Regions from separate parts of the Gossypium hirsutum genome. Here region 2 is linked to region 1. Evidence: chromatin contacts called from public Hi-C data. All regions are on one chromosome and are shown on one strand. Each heading gives the region's core, a stretch centred on a gene start, on an enhancer-like site or on the middle of the called end of the contact. The rest is flanking DNA. Distances are from core to core; before and after follow the strand shown.

The links. A called contact is a pair of places that touch in the nucleus more often than the background predicts.
Region 2: a contact with region 1 is called in a Hi-C map of fibers, with 2.1 times the contacts expected there. The contact joins the enhancer-like site here to the promoter of LOC121215461 in region 1. A contact is called at or near these places in 4 of 34 Hi-C or Micro-C datasets (fibers, hypocotyl, leaf and 1 more).

The regions. Positions count from the first base shown.
Region 1 is chrD03:34,081,938-34,087,841 of Gossypium_hirsutum_v2.1, reverse strand. It overlaps LOC121215461, which reads left to right and starts at 4,509. Exons shown (of 1, transcript XM_041089990.1): 1 at 4,509-5,409. The coding sequence starts at 4,687. The coding sequence ends at 5,112.
Region 2 is chrD03:34,170,443-34,175,865 of Gossypium_hirsutum_v2.1, reverse strand. It overlaps the pseudogene LOC107950949. Among protein-coding and RNA genes, the nearest start is that of LOC107950768, 59 kb to the left of the region's middle. Within about 2 kb of position 3,760, at least 2 of the 9 cell types and tissues checked have an H3K27ac peak or open chromatin away from gene starts, as enhancers often do.

The DNA.
Region 1 (5,904 bases), core at 3,260-5,759:
AATCTTTATGTGTTATACATTAAAATCATAGATAGAAACAACATGAGACACTCATGTATTTGTATTATATATATTCCTCGAAGCAATACATTACACTTATATGATTGACATATGAGATAGTGAAAAGAAATTCATAGTGTCGGTATGATCGGTTAGACCATCTCCAGTCAATAATGATGCAAAATAATTTGATGAAAATTTATATGATTTTATTGAAAAATTAGAAGTTATATTCATTTTAATAATTATTATCAATACTAGTTCTTTGGATAAAATATTGAACTAACACCAGCTAAAGTTAGAGGCTAGCTGCATTTTTGGATGATATCTAAATAATATAAGAGCTCAGTATCACATATGTGCAACCCAAAGTTTACAATATTATTCATGAAATAATCTGATTGTGCACAATCTCTATAGTATGCAATTTGTGCTAACAATGCTAGTGCATTATATCACAAGCTTGATTTTCGTAGTTTTAGTTGGGATAATATTAGGTTGTCTATGCCTATATATGTTATACTTAATGGTTAGCAAAACTATGTCTCCATTTAATTGCTCAACCATCAATATAAGAATAGCTTTACAATAAGCATATAATTTTATTTGCATCAAGCCAACATGTAAGAAATATTTGTCTCATGAGAATTGATTTTCATTTATAAGTCAATATATTTCATCTAAGAATATTTGAATATGCAATATCTATTTTATGTTCCACCACAATGCACTAAGATGAATCATCAAGTATGAAGTCGAGAAAAAATTAGAATTTTCATTAGATGTTAAAAGTTGAAAGAAGATATATTTATAATTTTGAAAAAGTATTGCCATGTTGCAAATTTTCTTAGTATTAAGGGGAGACAAGTTGGTTAAATAATTATGCCATCACTTTTTGTGATCCTCACTAATATTATATGCACAAAGTTTGAAGGATAAAATTATTTCTCAGACATGTTTAGTGATGACATTTAGAGATTGAATATACTAGTTGATACCTATACCATCTAAAATGCTCCAAAAAATTATATCTCCCGGAAAGACAATGTGATAAAAATAAGTCTTAAGTATACTAGAAGTATGGTAAACCAATCGATTTCATAAAACGATAAATTCTTGAAAGAAATGAGAAAGAAATGAATATAGTCACATGATAAAAAAGACGGGTACTCATGAAGAGACCCAATGCATAACTTTTGATAAAACCCCAGAATAGGTTGAGGTACTTGAAATTAAGAATATAATAGGATATCTCAATCAATTAGTCATAACTAAATATGATGGAGCTGACAAAAGGAAATTATTGTCGACGATGATAATATACGTAGAACACATCAATATTATGAAAAAGTGAGGATCTTGAATGAAAATATATTTGAAAGCATTGATATGGGAACAACTCATCAAAATAAAGAGACACTTCTATTATAACTTATTAAATGCATCTCGGACTTGAAGTTCAAACACCTAGAAGGTGTAAAGCCAAGAGGAGTACATATTAGCATAATAGCGAAAAAAATACAAGTCATAATATATAGAATTAACTTGTAACAAGAACATTCACAAAACACTTGGTTTTGGTTATGAAAAATGATTAATTTGTGGTGGATGCAACACCAAATAAAGTTATTTATTTATGTCTAGTGAATTTGTATTAAGCTAATATGAATTACTTGATAATATTAATGCCTGAAGCACAAAATTCGAGTTTCATGAGAAAATTATTAAATGTGCATATGATTTTGTTCAAGAGTTTTTATTAATTAATGTATTTATAAATATAGGTTATTATCATCATTGTTGATATTAATGTATCAAACATCATTGGAGTTCCTGAAGAATTTCTAAAAGATTTAATTATTCGATAGATAAACTTTATAATGAAAGTATATCTAAAAATGAAAATTTGTCTCGACGTGAAGATCGAGTGTTCAATAAGGACAAATTGTTACACAATGATATTATAAAGAATTGCTATTGAGTATCCAATAGTGTTTATATAATCAAAATTAATTAGGCTAATTTTTCAAGTAGATTGGAGATATTAAAAAGGAAATACAAATAGTCAAATAATAATGTTATAAAATGATGGTCCTGAAGTACCATTTTTATGTGTTCAATGCACTCATTGTATTGATAATAGTGAATGATACGATACATCATGCTTTATAAAGTTGTTGGTGACATCTAAAACATTAGAATGCAATTGAATTTTATTGTTATATTGATACGCATCAACAAAATTTGTTGTATATGTTGATAATTTACTATTGATAAATAATATTGAATGTCTCAATTTTGAGTTATAAAATGATGTTCAAATAAGGGGGATCAAAATATGCATTGTTGTAACACCTCTCACCTGATGCAAAGAATAATCGAGAATTCAATTAGGCACTCCCTACCGCTACATTTGAAAAGTTAATTTTCAGTATTGGATTGCGTCGTTTCAAAGATCTTAAGTGATGCTTACATGAGGGGGAGTAAATTAGCACTACAATTTTTTTTAGAGTTATGACATACTTGTATCAAAAGATTATGTACTTTTTTTTCTTTCACTAGGTTTTTGTCCCATAGGGTTTTTCCTAATAAGGTTTTTAATGAGGCATATCCTTTATAGATGATCATTCAAGGGGGAGTGTTATGAATGCTATTAAGTGGATGTTCATTATAATCAACCTTTCACCTTTCATCTTTTTGTAACCCCTTTCCTATTTATGTATTAGAAAATGAGGAGTCTAATCTCCCTATATATATATAAGTATACTACTTGTAATGATGATGAAAAAGAAGAGAAATGCAATAGAAATCCCAATTATTCTCATCTATTATTCTTGTGCTCTTTGTATTATTATAATTATTATATAACAACACTTATTTTTCAACACTTATTTTTTAATTTATCAAACATAGCCTAAGTCTCACCTTGCATGAAATATAATCCCTTAATGTAGTCTTTTAAACTCCACAACAGAAGGTAATGTGTGCTCTATAAGATATAATAAAAAAATTAAATTAAAAAAACAAAACACTTATCACATTTTCAACAAGTATACCTATAAAAATTTAAGTCTTTAAAGTGGTCAACAACCTCTTAACTTATTTATAAAAACATTTTTATTGGGTATGAAAACTTGGGTTTAATTCGTATCAACTTCATCCCTACAACCCTATCTCAATTATCAAGAAAAAAAACTCTTCAAAGCGTGCATCAAATAATTACTTATTTATAAAAATAGCTTAGTCAACGGAAAATGAGTTGCAAGTCAACGAAAAATAAGCCATTTTTCCTATAAAATTATTTACCCTTTTTGAAAAGCATAAGTCATTTTCTGGCTTCTCTATAGATAATTTTATTTTTATATAAAAATTAACTTAAATAAAGCTTAATATTATTATATTGATAATAAATTTTATTTTTATTTTTAAATTATTTAAAATTATTAAAATATTATATTTTTCAATATTATTAAACATACATATTTAATTATTTATATTTAATCATATAATAAATTTTTAATATAATAAATATAATTTATTATTTTAATAAATTATTTAATATTTCAATTTTATTTTAATAATAAATTTTAAAAATAATAATTTTAAATAATATTATTCACATATTATTGAAAAATATTCAATATTAATATTTTAATAATAAATATTTATTAAAATTATAAATATATTAATAATAAATGTTTTGTAGTATAAAGGTTAAAATATGTCATAAGTCTTATGTACACTTCACAGATTTGCAATTTAATCTTTGTACTTTTATTTTTAAGAATTTAGTCCCTTTACTTTTTAAAATTGAAAATTAAGTCCAATTGTTGACATTGTTAATTTTTTTTTGTCAATTTTATTGATATCACATTTTTAAATAAAAAATACTCACTTGGTAGTCATGTAATTAAAAAATAACGTTGTAATGAACTTGAATTTAACATAATATTTTTAATATATGTAAAAACAATATAAAATATAAAATTATAGATAAAAATAAATTCAATTAAACAATAAAAAATAAGAAAATCTCAAATGTATGTTTGTTTCATTAAAAATAATTTTTATAAAATATTTAAAAAATCTATCAAATAACAGAAAATATTTTATGTAAATTCATCTAAATATAATAAAATATTAATTTTTTTAGAAAAATAAATCATTTTTGAGAAATAGCAATAGCCTAATATTTATTTACCGAAATGTTTGAACCCGAATACATTCTATAAATACGTTCAATTGGTGAAAAACCCTTCAGCACTATGTTCCACCGTAAAAGAGTTTCTAAGTATTATATTATAATTAAGATTCATGAAACACGAGTTGGTGTTGACAGGTCAATGTCAATCTTGAATTTGACTGAAACGAACGGAAGTTTTCATTTGTCCTCTTTTTTATTTTTTATTTTTTATTTTTTGGGTTACCAAGTTTTCTTCTTTGTTCTAATGTCGTGCACTTGACGCCTTGACCCAAGTCATTGTTACAGAATCACACATTTGCCCATAATCCACTCCTTCACTCACCAATCACTTATCTCTTCCCTAACCCTCCCCTCATGCTTCTTTTATCTATATAAACTCACCCCTGCATTTCATTGCTCTTGCACCAGCAATCACCATTGTCACTACAAAATCACTAAATAACAAAGAAAACCCATCCTTTTTTCTCCCCCAGAAACACAAAATGCTTACCTTTGTTGCTTCTTTTATCCACTGGATTTTTTCTGATGAAATCGCTTTAGGATCCAACACTACTGCATCCAAGTTCATAAACATGAATGGGTTGAATAAGAATCGATATTCGCCCATCAAGAAACACTTCGATGATTCCTTTCCAAGTACAAAGCCATTGCTAGAAGTTAAAGATCACAAGGATATCAAGAGAAGTAGCCCCGGTTTTGATTCAAAAGCAAGGAATATAAGAGTAAAGGTGAAGATGACAAGGGAAGAAGCTGTTCGATTGCTTTCGAAATGCAAAGATGGAGGGGTTCTGGAATTCAAAGATGTAGCTCGTGAACTTGTGGACCTCCCAGGGAACCGAGTTAATATCGTGTCTCCTTGCCCTGATCGTAATATTCCAGTGCTTTATCGCATTCCTGAAGAGTTTTAGATAGCATGGCAATCTTTAAAGAAAATGTTCCAATTTTCTGGGTTTTTTTCTTCCGGGGGGGGGGGTTCAAAATTTTCACAAAGAGAAATTGGCTGCATATGTAATTTTAGGTTGAAGAAGAGATACCATTTTCATGTACAAATTACTAGTAACAATTTATTCAATGAAAAGTTTGGGTCTCAGATTCTTTTATAATATGGTGACACTCATATCTAAATTGAATAGATTCATCTATGTAATTCTTTATATGAGTTCATGTATAAATTAGTTACTAATGCCAAAATTTGAATTTATAAACTATAGTTTCAACTGTCTGAAATGTCTCGAAATCATTTTAAGTGACCTTATTGTTTTATATATATTTTTTATAAATATATTTGCTTCATCGCACACATTTCGTTACCCATTTTAATTTTCGATTGCTATATTGAATCTGTGTGTATTTATTTAATTTTCGATTGCTATATTGAATCTGTGTGTATTTATAGGCAAATGGATTTTAAATATTATAAAATTGTAAGATTAAAAATTCAAGTTTAAATAAAAACATATAGAATATTAGAAATATAATAAATTAATTCAATAATTAAATTTAATAAATTTGTTATTCCATTGCTAGACCAAAGAAAGTGGACAGTTTGCCTAATTTGTTATGGACGATTCAAGGTTTTTTTATATAAATAATTTTAAAATATTAATTAATTACCAAAAAAATTTGGACAATTTTATATACAAAAATTACCCATTTGTTATATTGGAAATCAGTATTGTCTAAATAACTAGTGGCACCAC
Region 2 (5,423 bases), core at 2,511-5,010, 89 kb before region 1:
TTAGGGTTTCTTTCTGTTTAGGTTTAGATAGTGGGCTTTGGACTTTAAGATTTTTAGACTTTTAGTTTTTTTTTTGTATTTGGGCTTATAATATGGACTATTTAATGGACTTTTATTATTATTTATTTATTTTTATTGGGTCGGACGAAATTAGGCTTCTATGATTATTATTTAACAAACTATTATGTTTTAGTATGGAGGCACCATAGTGTGTAATGGAATAAAAGTTCAAGTACTTATTAGACCTAAAAAAAAATTAATATCAATTAGATACTTTTAGATAATTTCAAAGGATAAATTATATTTTAACCTAAAATTTAATATGTAAAAATTGAAAACCAAAGTGAATGTTTACATTGCATCGTAGACAAAAAAAGCTTTTTTTTTTGTTCTTTCTTTTTTCTAAGCATATTGTCTTGTATAAAGTTACATTTTAATAGGAAACAGGTTACTAAAATAAGAGTAAAATGAAAATTTTAATTCTATAAAAAATGAAAAAAGAGGGCATTGTCAAATTAATGATTATGATCAATGTTCATTTTAACAAGGTTAAAAAAACATATCTGAATGGTAAAAGAATTAGGGAAAAAATTAAGCTAAAAAAATGGGATAGAAAGAATGGTGTGGTATGAAAAAAATTGTCTAGGTATCCTATTTTTTTGACGAAGGAGATCCATATCCAAATGGGTTCTTACTAGCCCAGTTCCACTGATCCTCGCAGATCTCTTCAATGCCATACTTTGCTCTGTGAATAAATCCAAAATTCAACAGTATGAGTTGTTTGACAACAGGATGCATGTAGAACTATGCAAGCAGTTAATGACCCTACATTAATAAACTTAAAATTTTGCATGTATGTAAAGCTCTTACTTCCATTTCAATTCAGTCTCGGCCTTTCTTATTGAAGCATAAATGACTTCGGAATCACCGGATCGACGTCCGGCTATTTGAAGAGGGATTTTCTGATAAAAAGTAATAAATAAATACCATGAATAACAAATAAGTACAACTCAATATATAAAAATTTTAAAGAAAACTAAACAAGGAATCATTTACCTTCCCGGATGCCTTTTCAAATGCTGTAACCATTTCTAAAACTGATGTTCCCTTTCCTGTTCCCAAGTTGTATACCTCGCAACCTGTGATTGAATAGGTAATAAGGACCAATTCTACTGAATTTTAACTTCAATACGTATACTATGTTATATAAATACCTATTTTAGGATCAGATAGTTTTTTTAGTGCGGCAATGTGGCCATCTGCTAAATCAACAACATGGACGTAATCACGAACCTGAAAAGATACAAGAAATGGCCCCTTTGTCACAAGTGATCAAAGCATTGAACTCAATTTCACTAACAAATATTGATGTTTAAGCTACAAAAATAACCCAAAAGACCTAAAGCATGTTGGTTAAATTTCAAATTTCCCTTCCCTTGGTGTGAAAAAGGGAGCCAGAGCTTCATGGGGTTGGTCGACTTCATTACAAGGAAAGAAAGGTTTTGCTTAAAACATGGATTCACAGTGTCAAGGAGTAGACGAAATCGAGATTAACAATATCAAGCTTAATTAACAAAGAAAGTTGTTGGTAGAAGCTCAGTAGAACTCAAAATCATATCCCAGTTCATAAACATACTCAAAACGAATTCTGAAATATGAAACAAGATTCATTGGAACCTAAGAAGGTGTCATACAGAAAAAATCTTACCCCGGTACCATCCTTCGTTGCATAATCTTTTCCAAACACTGTCAATGCTTGCAGCCTACCAACAGCAACTTGTTGTACAAAAGGCATGAGATTGTTTGGAGTACCCCGGGGATCCTCACCTATGTGGCCACTGGGATGAGCACCAACTGGATTAAAATATCTTAGCAGTATGATCTTCCATTGAGAATCAGAATTACGGAGGTCGCGGCAAATCTCTTCAATGAAAAGCTGAACCACCATGTCAAATATGATTAGATGACACTATTCTTAATTGACAAATGCCAAAGTATTCATAATGGATTCATAAAAAAGAAGACATTGTTTCCTTGAGCTGCTAAATGGTATGCAGTTAAATGCTCATCGCATACCTTGGTTCGTCCGTATGGATTCACTGCAGACAGGGGGAACTCTTCTGTACATGGAACCTTCTTTGGCCAGCCATAAACAGCAGCAGATGATGAAAAGACAAGCTGCAATGTATCATATTAGATCGGTCAACTTCTAAAACTCAAGAAGCCAAAACAATCCATAAACTGAATCTAACAAGGTGCTAGTATGTTTGTGATTACAGTTTGATCAAGAAGAAACCGAAGTCTGTTTCGTCTCTGGTTCTAATGATTTCCATAGCAGATGCCAAAAGGGAAAAAAGAGAGCAAACACTATCCCACACACTAGGAAGGGAAAGAAATGTACATTGTTACATCCATGTGCAGCCATGACTTCCAACAGGAGTATTGTCCCAATGATATTGTTGTCATGATAGAGCAATGGTTTACTTACACTTTCACCAACTGCGTTTAGTCCAGCAAAGTGAATCACAGCATCAAATCTGATAATGTAATAACCTTAGAAATTTGAGCAAGTAGAGAAGGCACAATAAAAAACCAAACATATAATATAAATTCCTGACGGTACTTTGTCTGAGCAAATATTTTTTGAATGGCTGGTCTATCACGAAGGTCCACCTGCAGTTGAAACCAGTGGTCCAAATCTTAGTTAATACTTCAATGACTTCATGTTTTAAGTGATTTAATGATTCTTGTTAATTTTGGGACAATAATACAGCAGCACATGATGGATTTGATTTATAGGCAATATCAGACAAATCCCAATGTATATTAATTGAAGCAAAAACATAATAATAGAGACCCTTCAACAGTTTCCAGATGATAAAAGAGATAACAATTAATTACCGAAGAAAAATTTTATGTTTAAAGCTTTTAAATATTATCAAGAAAAACAATTAATAGATCCAATCATTTCCCATTCAAAAGAGTCCTTCCATGTATATTAAAAAAAAGGGGGGTAAAATACAGATCAAAAGACATGGGAAAAAACACTTTTTGGGAACCGACAATAAAATAATACAATTGAAACATTAAACAAAACCAAACGGACTATATTATTATATTCTTTTATATTTAAGGAATATTCACCGACTTTAAATCTGTTTAATCAAATTATTATGTTGCTTAATTAAGCAGATTTTGACAAATATTTTTAAGTATTACCATTTAATGCATTTGATATGGAATTCACAAGTAGAAAGAAGATCATATTCTCACCGATTCTCTTAAACTCTTCAACTTATTTAACTTTTAAAAGCACTTATAAATTAATAACATAGTTGAATGGAAATCAATTCACGAATTCCTTCATTAATCAAACATACACCAAAAATAGATAATATGGCAAACAGAAGCAGAAATTTTAAGAAAAAAAGAAAATGTGAAATTAGTCTACTATTTGCAACTATTTCAACAGTTTTTTTTGTGTAAAAAGAATTAAACATCATATGATCGAAATTTTACAGCGTAACACGTTGCCAGCTATAGCAAATTCGATTAATCAAATTTAAACTAATTACACTCCAAATTAACAATGAAAACTCAAAGATTAAGTGAGATTTCTCTCTGGCAAACCAACTAAGCAGTCTAGCATTAAAATAATTACAAAACTACACATCTTCAATTTTCTTCTTTAAAAAAAACCGTAAATAGGTGAATTCAATCGTTCAACGAACCTGGTGAGAGGAAAGGTTCCTGCCGAAACCGCGAGTTCTTTGACTCTTTTGGGAGCAACATCCGAGGAATTGTCGAGATTATCAACAACCACTGTTTTGTAACGGCTTAACAACAACTGCAACACCGTGTGGCTCCCGATATAACCGGCTCCGCCGGTCACCAGAATAGTCTTCGACATATTCGAACCAATCAAAACCAAAAAAGAAAAACTGAAAGTAAAAGAAACTGAGAGAAGAGGCGAGCGTAACAGAAGGCTAATAATAATTCTTTGAAATTAAAAGGGTTTAATGGAATGAAAAGGAAAAAATAGAAGAGAGAGTCATATACAGGGATTTAAATTGCGGTTGCGGTCGCATTTTCGGTTCTATTACGTTTATCGCGATTGCGGAGATGGTATTGCGGTTATTGCGGGTATCGCCATAGTGAATTTTACACTACTTATGGTGTATAGCGGGTTTCAACAATAGTAATTTTGGACGGTACCGTTATCATTATATAACGGCCACTATTTCAATAACGGACTGCTATTTAAATCCCTAGTTATATATAAGCGCACAGAAAAAAGAAAAAGGAAGAGAGATATTGAGAATGAATGAGAAGAATAGCCACGTGGAGTGAAAAGGGTGAAAAGGCTCCCTACGACCGGGGATTTTGGATGGGATGGGTTTTTGGAGTAAACTAATTTTCTATTTCTTCTTCTGCTGCCGCCGCTTTTTCTTTTTAGAAGGTATATTCGTATTGGGGTGAACAAATGTTTTATTTATACATCTAATTCTTGTTAAATGTTATTTTTTGAATAATGTTTTAAATATATCTCATTAACTTTTATTAACCCACACCAAGAATGTTGTATATAATCAAATTACGGATGCAATCCAATTAATTGGTGTCAAACAGGGGTAAAAATTATAAAAAAATATTACAAAAACATAAATTTTGAGCATCAACAATCTCATGTCGCATCACATGATATAAAATTTATAATACCACAAAAAATGAATGGACTTTTTAAACTCGTTTTGTATTTATTGACGATTTCTTTTTGATAAATTATAAAAGAAGAGAAAGAATAATTAATACGATTCGAACGTGTGATTACTTTAACATCAGGTTAATGCACGGAATTCACATTTTGATTCAAACGAAAATTTAAAAAATTACATTCCATTTATTTATACTTATATTGGCTGCAGATTTTTCAAATGCCAAAATTACTTTCATGTTCTTTCTTTCATACGTAAACACGAGGAAAAAGAAAATTAATAAAACATACACAAGTAACTAATCAACACTTATAAACTTTAGATTTTCTATTTATCTTATTTTATTAAAGTAAAATCAACAATACACCATTTCTTTCTTCTTCTTTTTTCATCATGTAATTGAAGTTTTAGTGTGAATTTTTTTTGGATAATTTTTACTTTAAGATTTTTTTTTGAGAAAAAAATTTGAAATGAAAAGCAAGATAGTAGGGTTATTAATTAAATAATTTGTGTATTAGGTATTTGTTTTTCTTGATTGAAAAATTTGTCGACCATTTCATTCTAAAACAATTGAGATTTTTTTTCTTAGCTGAGTAAAAAGCGAGTACTAGAAATCAACCAAGAAAAAAATTCTAATTTTTTTTATTGTAATGGTCGACCAATTTTTCCAATCAACAAAAACGAAAATCTAAGAAGAGAAAGATTAAG